Regions from separate parts of the Mus musculus genome. Here regions 2 and 3 are each linked to region 1. The links are chromatin contacts, called in public HiChIP or PLAC-seq and promoter capture Hi-C maps. All regions are on one chromosome and are shown on one strand. The core of a region is the stretch at or near the end of the contact, and the rest is flanking DNA. Distances in the headings are between cores, read along the strand shown. Region 1 holds the start of Rab8a (RAB8A, member RAS oncogene family). Region 2 holds the start of Zfp869 (zinc finger protein 869). Region 3 holds the start of Zfp963 (zinc finger protein 963).

Evidence for each region. Promoter capture Hi-C pulls out the DNA fragments that hold promoters and counts their contacts. HiChIP or PLAC-seq counts read pairs in DNA pulled down with a chosen protein or histone mark.
Region 2: an H3K27ac HiChIP or PLAC-seq map of thymic regulatory T cells shows a contact between it and region 1, with 10 times the contacts expected there. The contact joins the promoter of Zfp869 here to the promoter of Rab8a in region 1. A contact is called at or near these places in 1 of 39 promoter capture datasets (pre-B cells), 1 of 484 Hi-C or Micro-C datasets (uterus) and 2 of 115 datasets of contacts at active chromatin or transcription factors (double positive thymocytes and thymic regulatory T cells).
Region 3: a contact with region 1 is called in a promoter capture Hi-C map of liver, with 5 times the contacts expected there. The contact joins the promoter of Zfp963 here to the promoter of Rab8a in region 1. A contact is called at or near these places in 3 of 39 promoter capture datasets (hippocampal neurons, liver and pre-B cells).

What each region holds. Positions count from the first base shown.
Region 1 is chr8:72,159,514-72,163,002 of GRCm38.p6, forward strand. Rab8a (RAB8A, member RAS oncogene family) reads left to right here and starts at 1,687. Exons shown (of 8, transcript NM_023126.2): 1 at 1,687-1,969. The coding sequence starts at 1,846.
Region 2 is chr8:69,715,353-69,718,841 of GRCm38.p6, forward strand. It overlaps Zfp869 (zinc finger protein 869), which reads right to left and starts at 1,550. Exons shown (of 5, transcript NM_001039965.1): 1 at 1,416-1,550. It overlaps Gm51532 (a long non-coding RNA gene), which reads left to right and starts at 1,755. Exons shown (of 2, transcript XR_003947396.1): 1 at 1,755-2,401.
Region 3 is chr8:69,748,194-69,751,682 of GRCm38.p6, forward strand. Zfp963 (zinc finger protein 963) reads right to left here and starts at 1,769. Exons shown (of 4, transcript NM_001200023.1): 1 at 1,639-1,769. The coding sequence starts at 1,641.

The DNA.
Region 1 (3,489 bases), core at 437-2,936:
ATGTGCTTGCCTGTGGTGGTAAAAAAACAATTTGTGGAAGTTGGTTCTCTTCTTCCACCATTTGTCTTCATTAGGATCTAACTTTTGTTATCAGGTTTGACAGCAAGCATCTTTATCCACAGGGCCATTTCTAGTGTTGATCTTTCTTATTTTTATTATGTTTTAATGTATATGAAGCCACCATGTGGTTGCTGGGAATCAAACTCCAGACCTCTGGAAGAGCAAACAGTGATCTAAACCCTGAGCCATCTCTCCAGCTCCTTAGTGTTAATCTTGATGCTGCTTCCCACAGATTTATATCTTAGGGGTGGGGTGGAGGTTCCAAAGGACAACTTGCAGGAGTTGGATCTCTTTCCAGTAAGTATGCCCAGGAATTGAATACAATCCTCAGATTTAGCAACAAATGACTTACTTTACTGGCTGAGCCATGTAGTCAGCAACTCAGATCTTTTTTTTTTTAATTTATTTATTATATGTAAGTACACTGTAGCTGTCTTTAGACACCCCAGAAGAGGGCATCAGATCTCATTACTGATGATTGTGAGCCACCATGTAATTCAGGACCTCTGGAAGATCAGTAAGTGCTCTTAAACACTGAGCCATCTATCCACCCCCCCCCACTCCTTTTTTCTTTTTAAGATTTGAGTACACTGTAGTTGTCTTCAGACACACCAAAAGGGGGCACTGGATTCCATTACAGATGGTTATGAGGCACCATGTGGTTGCTGGGTATTGAACTCAAGGCCTCTGGAAGAGTAGTCTTAACCGCTGAGCCATCTCTCCAGCCCTCAGATGTTTATCTTAATGTGGCTTTATTTTATTTTGTCACTGTTCTCCCGTTACTCCGGGACTACACCTCAACATATTAAAAAACAGAAGGGAAAAAAAAATGCTACTCTGAAACCTAGGAAAGTCACTTCACCTGTCTTCAGTATACTTACCATAAAACGAGGAAAAGATTACCTACCAAGCCGGGCTGGTGTGGGGTGAAGGACCTTGACTTATTTTTAAGTATAGATAGCACCCGCAAGCACAGAAAAGAAAACAAAACAAAACAAAACAAAAAACGCTGCCATTACTTGGAAATGATAACATAGCCCTACCGGCGCTGAAGCCCTGGGATCGCTCACGGCAATGGCCGGCTTGCCTGTACAGCACCTAAGTAAGTCCAATGGTGGGCGCCAAGGCCGAGGAGCGAGTCTGCAGCACATCTTAACCCGCGCCACTTTTGCACCGCCGAAAATCCTCCTCAGAAGCATTACCACAGGTACTTCCTGCGCTTCGCCTCAGCGCCGGCTGCGGCTACGGCTGCTGCTGCGCAGGCAGAGAAGGCGGGAAACACGAGGCGTTCTCTGCGCGCGTGCGCTCTCTGCCAGAGCCAACCGTCTTCCCAGTACGCTTGCGCCTGTTCACCAAGCCCGTCCCTCCCACTCTCTCATCAACCAGCGCGCGGAATTGTTGGGGTCCCTCCTGTCGGGGGCAGGGCCTGGACGCTGAAGGGCTGAGGAGAAGGCGCGCACGGGAAGGCGGGGTCAAGATGTGACCACACCCATCGCTGGTCATTTGACGCCCTCACCCTCGACTCTCCAGCACTAGCCAATAACAAACCTCCCTATACCAAGCGTCAACCAATGGGCTGTGCAGTCGGCTGCTTCCGGCTCTGCGCCGCTTTCGCCTTTTTCCCCTGGGCTCTCTGCGACAGGCGGGGCTCCGGGTGGCGGGCGTAGGCCTGGATGATGCGCGGCGGGCAGGGGGCCAATAGGGGGCGGGATCTGAGATGATAGACGGGTCCAGCGACCAGTGGCGAGGCGCCGGCCGTACTTCCCGTCGGGGAGAGAGTGTAATATGGCGAAGACCTACGATTACCTGTTCAAGCTGCTGCTGATCGGGGACTCGGGGGTAGGGAAGACCTGTGTCCTGTTCCGCTTCTCCGAGGACGCCTTCAACTCCACATTCATCTCTACCATAGGTAGCGGGGCCTTGGGCGGCCGGTGACCAGGGCTGGACGCGCCCCTATGGGGCTGGGCTGAGGGATCGACTCAGGATCCACTCGGGCCGAGGATCCGGGAGGGTCACGGGGCTGGACAGAGAACCGCAGCGGCCTCCACCTCCCGCCAGGGAGTCCAGGCCGGGACCCTGGCGGGCGCCGGAGACCAAGGTGCAGACAGGGACATGCAGGCTGCAGTCTGAGGAAGAGCCTGCCCTGGGGTCCTGGCGCCTGTCAACTCTCTGTGTCTTTACATCAGACCTCTACACTGTTCTTCCGGGGAGACCCCCGTCTTCCAAAAGTGGAAACTGAGGCATGGAGGTGACACCTGACCTCGTAGTTTCCTATGTGGCAAGCTTGGCATGTGCAGTATCAAATCTGTAGTGTACTCGTGATGGGTGCTTTGTCCCTGGAGGAGGAATTTGAAACTGAGGGAGGGTGCGGCACGCACTGAAGGTCACAGTCTACAGGTATTAGGGATGAGATTTGAACCCAGGTGTGTCTGACTCCAAAATTCAAGGTTCAGCTGTTCCAGAGCTTCAAAGGACCAGCACCACTGATCCACATCTAAGTCAGGACTCCAACCCAAAGTCCTCCTGCCTTCTCTCTGAGGAATGGTGACAGTATCTGTCATCCTGGTGGGAATACAAGAGAAAAAGTTCCAGTAAGAAACTAAGTCCAGCCATGGCTACGTGCAGCCTTGACTGACTTCCTTTCACTGGGCCAAGAACACCACCTGAACAGCTTTTCCCCAGGGCTGCCTCACGGCACAGTTGAACAGAATTGGCTTGTGATGGCCCCAGTTCTGACGTCAAAAATGGTGCTGACCATGCTCCTTACCATGAATAGTCATGGCTCACATTGAGTGTTACCTGGAAGTAAATCCTGCCAAACAGAGTGACCTGGATGGTGTATGGTCCTGAAACAAGAGAATAGTCACTAGGCTTGGTTTATCCCTAGTCAGGATGTGGTTCCATTGTTGGAACCCTGGGTGCCATCTCCAGCACCCTGAAACCAGATGTGGTAGTGAACACCTGTAATGACAGCACTAAGGACAGGGAGGCAGGAAGATCGGGTGCTCAGGGTCATCCTTGGCTACATAGAGTGTTCAAGGCCAGCCTGGGCTGCATGAGACCCTGCCTTGGAAGGAAAAGGGAAACTGGGGGATGATTTCTGTGTAATGTCAACTAAGTTGTTGTCTCCCTGACCTGACCGTCATGTGATAATGCCATCTAATATCTCCTTCCCAGTCAGTGTTCTGAAGCAGTCGTGTGTCAGGCGTCAAGTATAGGGAACTGGACAGGGAATCATCATACTTGAACTCTAGGTTGAGCAAGCTCTAACCCTCACTGACCCAATTTTATTTAGAGTAGATATGGCACTGTCTGTCTTGTCTGGTGCCCTGGGTGGTTGAGGATTAGATCTATACAACCAGTGGAAGGTTCAGTCTGGAGGAAGCAGAGGGTTTGGGCACAGGTGCATTTAAAGCCTCTCCCCCCACA
Region 2 (3,489 bases), core at 300-2,799, 2.4 Mb before region 1:
TACAAGCGGTGCAAACGAAACACCATACATAGGATACAAAAGGATGCATCTCCCTCCCCTGGCCTCAGAAAGGGATGGACACCAAGCACTAGGATGGCACGGCCTGAAACCAGCCTATCATCTGATACCTGTGTGAGCCAAGGATCTAGTCAGGGACGCAGCTTCAATTCAACTGAGTCCCTGTCAGTTCACCAGGACCAGTCAGTCTGCCTTTCATATCATATAGACCACTACAGCCACTTTCAAACCTGACATCCTCGGGCTTCATTCAAAGCTCTCCCCCTGTGGCTCACTAGTCGTGTGTTCTAACTTCTCTCATCAACTGAAACACTGCTTGCATTTCTCTTCGCCAACTTCTGGGACCCTCTGAACTCTGCTGCAGCCTCTTTAACTTATGCTGGTTGTGTAAACAGCATATGTGGATATAATTATATATTTACCGTGTGATATGAAAAAATATTAATAATTAGGATTTGGAAAAATTGAACCTTGGATAGAATATCTTGGAAATATAAAATATCTTGGAAAAATAGCCTTGGCCAGATTACCACCAGAGGCGTGACACCTTTTTACTTTCTATTCAGTAAATTATGAAATTGTGGAAATACACAAACATATTTGTCTGTTTCTGATATAACATCCTCATGACCAGAAGACACAATCAGAAAAATGTCAGTTCCCAGGTTCAATTACAGATTTAAGATAATTCCCACAAAATGCTAAAAAGTTCTTATCAGGTACATAAAAGACATTGCTGAATTTTATATGTAAAATACTTTTAAAAAAACACACAAAATGGTTAGCACAATGTAGACGAACCCACAACACACTCGTAACATTTCCAATCAAATACACAAGACAACACACTGTTTAGGAAGAATAAACAGATCCACAAAAAAAAATTTTTTTTTAAATTAGGAGACAAGCTGACCTTTGATAAAGTAGTACAATCTTTTCTAGAACTGTTTCTGGGACACCATCCGAAAGAAACTCTTGGACAAAGACTCGGAGAATTTCACAAAATTAACTCACACTTGATGCTAGACCTACGAAGCCCACAACGTCTAGACCACAGCGCAGAGAACACAGCAGTCATAAGTGCGACACCAAAAGCACAAACAGGGCGCCAGCACTGGGCGGTGACGTCACCAACCCGGAAGCTACCCCCTGATTAGGAGGAGTCTTCCGCTCCCCGCGCTCTGCGCAGACATGGCTGGAAAAGCGGAAGTGATTAGAGTCCTCCGAGACAAGCACTGGCCAGTGACGGGGCCCACGTCGCCCAGTGGAACGCACAGGGTGTCCGCTCGGCCGGCCGGTCCCACCGCTCCCCCAACCCCGGGAAGGACCTATCACCCCGGCTCACGCGGCTCAGCCGACCGCTCCTCCCCATCCGGGGACAGCGGCCCCGCGCTCACCATGGCGCGGTTGCTGAGCTCGCCTGCGCTCCCCCTACAGCTCCCGGCAGCGGCGATCACACCGCAGCTCACGGGACCACGCGATGCCTGCTTAAGAACAGAATCTGCAGCATGGCGGCGGATAGGACCCACCTCTCGTCTCGTCTGGTGTTCTTGATTGGACATCTTGCCCCGAAGCTTTGATTGGCTAGAGCTGCACCACAAGTCTGATTGACAGGAGTTCCCTAGATGCAGCTGCGTGGATGACTCAATTCCATTGCTCTAATTGGCTAGCATGCCCTGAATGATGAAGCAGTTCCTTTAGGCGCTCTTGAGTGAGTGGCCTGGCCTGAAGGTTCTGATTGGCTAGCACTGCCCTACGAGGGCCTGAGTGACAGGAACAGCTTCGCTTGGTCCTTGTGAATGAATGTCCTGCCCTCAGGGCCCTGATTGGCTAGTGAAATCTGAATGACAGCTCCCATAAGTGGATGAACTGAAATTAAAAGACGTGGACCACACAGACCTTCCCAACTCTGGCTTTCACCCAAGTTCATGCAAGTCTGCTTCAAGACGATCTGATTGAAGCAGGACTTCCTTGTGCATCCCAGAACTTTCACAGCTTGTCTTCTTGCACTCAGTAGGTACTTAAGGTTCTTCCTCTTGGAAGCCTTGTTTTTGTGCACAGTCTATTACATACACTCCCCAAGGCAGTGATCACTTTGCCTCACAACTAGACCAGGGCCCAACCCAACCCCTATCACATCGAAACAAGACTTGATGTCCTCCGGGTTTCAGGAATTTCAGCAAGTCACGCCAAAGATTGCTCAATTATAACAAGTTGCACCTTTTCTTTTTAAGCAGAGAAGCGAACCCATTCCAAGACCAAGGTGGTGTTGCTTTTCCTGCAATCCCAACAAAGGAGGTGGAAGCCAAAGAACCAGGAATTCGGGATATACTTCCTGAAAAACTTCCAGTATCAATCACAGACTACTCCAGGTCAACAGAAGGTATTGAAAGACTCCGAGAGGAGCCCCTCGCTCAGGCCTCAGGACAATAGCGGACACCCAAGAACTCACGACAGACCGAGCTTGTTGCAAACCACATGAGGCTTTATTCGGGGAAAGCCAGAGCTCTGGGGACGACTCATATCCCACGCAGGGGTAGAGGAGTTGTCCTCGAGGGGAAAGAGGTCCCAGTTTTTATAGGCCCTCAGGGGGGAAAGGAGAAGGGGGAGATTAGGGGATTTCCAGATCTAAACAATGTCTATTCTCAAGAAATGGGTATGGGAGGGGTACAAGGAAAGAGTCTAATGAAGGTGCAGCAATGGGCACACACCTGGTCAGAACTTTGGCAGACACACAGGTTCAAGAAGTGGCCAGAGCATTGTGCACCTCTATTTTTCTAAATCAGTGAAGCTAGTTCTGCTAACACTGACGTCTATCTTGCCAATTTCAGGGCTTCTGTGTCCTTTTACATTCTGCCAGGATCTTTCAGTATTTGAAGGAGCCTTACACATTGAAGATGCCTGTATCCACGAGGCCACAGAAATGACCAAACCACACTAGAATAGTGAAGGAAGACAGGAGATAGCTAATTTTTAAATAAGCAGATAGCTAAGGAGAGTGGCTCTGGATCAAATCAAACTGATTAGGAGTTCATCCACTTGGGATCCAAGGATTTACTCCAGATTCTTGCCCAAGAGAAGCTGCCTCATGGTCCATCCATTTGCCTAGGAATTTCATAAGTTCATTCTTTTTTAATAGCTGAGTAGTACTCCATTGTGTAAATGCACCTACACGGCTAACTTCACACATATACCACACATGCACACATGCACGTTCACTAGCCCCATTCCACTGAGGGTCACTCACAACCCACCTGGTAGGCTTGACTGAGCTAACTCCCTCTTGCCCTCTGTGCTGTAGGCCACTACTAACAAGGCCAGGTAGGATCTGAGAGCCTTCTTCATAGAAACTTCAAAGATTTTATTCTTTAATATCATTTAATATGAACCAATCAGCTAAATGTATGCTGGCTGGTCCATTTCTAGAAGGATAAATGCACTCTTGCAGTTGTGCAGTTTTGCTCCACAATC
Region 3 (3,489 bases), core at 519-3,018, 2.4 Mb before region 1:
ACAATTAATGGAATAAGAAGCAGCCACGAATGTGAAGAAGAGCAGGGAGGATTATGGAAGGAGGTTTGGAGGGAGAAAAATGAAGGGAGAAATGTTTAATTGTATTAGAATCTCAAAATAAAATTGTTAAGTATAACACATAAAATACAAGTCTTTTCAAATAGGAAATTCCAAGACCAACAAAAACTCAAGGAAATAATAAGAAAACTTCTTGGGGCTGGGGAGATAGCTCAGCGGGTAAGACCACTAACTGCTCTTCTGAAGATCCTGAGTTCAAATCCCAGCAACCACTGGGATGTGTTCTGGTGAGTCTGAAGACAGCAACAGTGTGCTTATTTATAATAATAAATAAATCTTTTTTAAAAAAATCTTCTTGAATACAAGATTAACACAAGAAGTCCATCTTCCAGTATAATAGCAATGAGCAACTGAATGGTTAGCAATTTCCCCGAGTATGTAGCACCACAGCTCAAAGGAGACACAAAGAGAAGCATATACTAAATTTCACAAAGATCCTTGGATGAAGATAAATTTCTTTTTCAAAAATGAATCAAGCCAGGCACGGTGGCACAGGTCTTTAATTCCAGCACTTGGGAGTCAGAGACGAGGGATCTCTGTGAACTCAAGGCCAGCCTGAGCTACATGGCAAATTCCCATACAGCCAGGAATACATAGAGCAGTCACTCTAAACCTTCCTAACGCTGCGGCCCTTTGATACATTTCCTCATGTTGAGGTGACTCCCAACCAAAAAATTATTTTTGTTGCTATGTTATAATTGTAATGTTGTAACTGAGCAGTATCTCAGTTCCTAAAGCCATTGGGAATTAGTGTTTTCTGATTGTCTTAACCGAAAGGTAAAGAACCACTGACACAGAGAGATCCAGTGTCCAGAAAAAAGAAAAAAAAAATCAAATAAGAATATGCACTGGCCTAGTAAATAGAAGACAACACCAAGATGTTGCTTTCCTCAATTTACACTATAAATTCAAAACACAATCCCAACAAGAATGCTAACATCTTGTGTAACAGCAGAAAGCCGTTCTAAGGTTTATATGTAAAGGGGGAAAAAAAACCCTCAACGTTCCAGACAATTCTAAATAAATAGTACACAAATAAAAGATTTTATCTTTACAAAGAAATTTAATGATCATAATAGTGTACGAATATTTGGAAACTAATTTATCTACAAAACAGTATAAAAAAAGAACCTCACAAAATAGTCAATGTTCTTTTAAAAGAGCAAATTAAACTCAGGAGAGTAATTGTCTTCACAAATACTATCCAACATAGGCATAAATAAGCAAAAACTTAAGAGTTTACAACTCCCACAAAAGTATTTCAAAGTGGACTCTCCACCAATATGTGAAGACAACTCAGGGGAACCGGCAGGACCTTGAGTTCAGCAAACAGCCTCAGGGTACAACACAAAAACCACTTCGTGGCCGTGACGTCACCGACACGGAGGGCGGGGCCTCCCCTGCGGCGCCCTGAGCTCTGCGCAGACGCGGCCGAAGGGCGGAGCGACACAGCCGCAGCGACCTAGTCGCCGCCAACCGCAGCGGGCCTAACGCCGCACAAGCGAAGAGCTACCGATAGCTGCCACTCCTCTCCACCTGGGACAGCGGCCCTGCGCTCACCATGTCGCGGCTTCCGAGCTGCCCGTGCTCCCCTCACAGCGGCGGCCACAGCGCAGCACACGCACCCACGGGGCCTCCCTGAGCCACGGAGTTCAGTCTACAACACGGCGGACAGAGAAAATCCGCCTCCCACTGCCCTACCTCGCTCTTGATTGAGTGGTGTAAGCTTGAAGGCCCTGATTGGCTAGGTCCGCCCAGCGACTGCTGATTGACAGCAGGAGCTGAAGTGATGACCAGGCAGTCTCTGCCCTGGACTGCCTGCCTTTTACTCCAGCATATGGTCAGGAGAATTTACATTGACGCAGAACTTGTTCTTGTTCTTGGAGAGCTGGGCCCTGCTGTCTCAGTGAACTCGGCAAGCACTTCCTAGTCTAACAGGGTACCAGATGGTTCTCGTAAGCAGTCCAGTTACCAACTCAGTGTCTAATACAATGGCCCCTGTGCCTCAGACCTAGGAGGCCAGTCAGACCACTCTGGTTCCAGTTGATACTGAGAGGTTGAGAGCACATGCTGCTCTTCAGAGGACCCAAGTTCAATTTCCAGAACCCACATCGGGTGACTCCAAACTGTCTGCAAATACGGCTGCTTAGAGAACCCAGGACCACCAGTCCAGGGATGGCCCCAGCCACAATGGGCTTTCCCCCCATTAATCTCTAATTTTTAAAAATGACCTCACAGGCTTGCTTACAGCCCAAGCTCATGGAGACATTTTCAATTGAGGCTCCCCACTCTGATGACTCAAGCTTGTGTCAAATTGACATAAAACTAGCCTGCACAAATAAACATACCCAATGCAAACAAACAGACAAAATTAGAGTTGATAAAAAAAAAAACAGGAGCTGGAGAGATCGCTCAGTGATTAAGGGCACTTGCCTGACATAGTTACATTTCTGTTGCTATGATAAAACTTCATGATTGAAGTGACTTATAAAACAGTTTAACCAGGCTTAGAGGTGCAGTGTGTAACAGTCCATGCTGGTATTGTTAAGGCTTGGCCACAGGCTGAGGACTCACACCTTAATCCACTGAGAATGGCACAAGTCTTTTAAAACCTCGAAGACCACCTCCACCACCAAGGCTGCACCCAATTCTTCCCAAACAGTTCCATCACTGGGGACCAAACACTGAAACATGGCCTATGGAAGCCATTCTCATTCAAACCACCTCCTTCCACTCCCTGGCCCCCATAGACCATACTATAATGCAAAATGCATTTGGTTCTCCGTCAAAAGTCCCCATAGACTTTCACAGTCTCAACATTATTTAAAGGTCCAAATATCTTCTAAGGCTCAAGACAATTCTCTCCTTGGCGGATGTCTCATGGCTCTAGGATCTCCACTGAAATCCAGGTTTGAATTCCAAAATGACTCACAATAGCTTCTCAGTACCTTCCATGCAGGGACTACACTGCCATACACTCTCCATAGTTACAGACTTGACTCTAAAGTCAGAACCACACAGACATCATGGCCAAATTCTGCTGCCTTCTTGGGATGGAGCCTGGCCCCACTGAATCACATTTGCAGCCGTTTTCCTTTGTCATGGTTTTGGGGAATAGAAAATTACTTGGGCTTTTCCTTTTTACATGTTAGAAGCTTAGCTGGGTAGGGTCTTGTCCAGAGGCACCTGTGGTAGTTTGAGTGGCAGGCCCCCATATGTTCATATACTTGAATGTTTGGTTCCCAGTTGATGGATTGTTTAGGAAGGATAAGTGTGGCCTCATTAGAGGAAGCATGTTGCTCAGGGTGGGCTTTGGGTTTCAAAAGCCAGCACCTGGCCCAGTCTGTCTGTCTGTCTGACCCAACTCTCTCTCTGGGTGTGGATGTGGGTGTGTCTGCCTGCCAGCCTGCT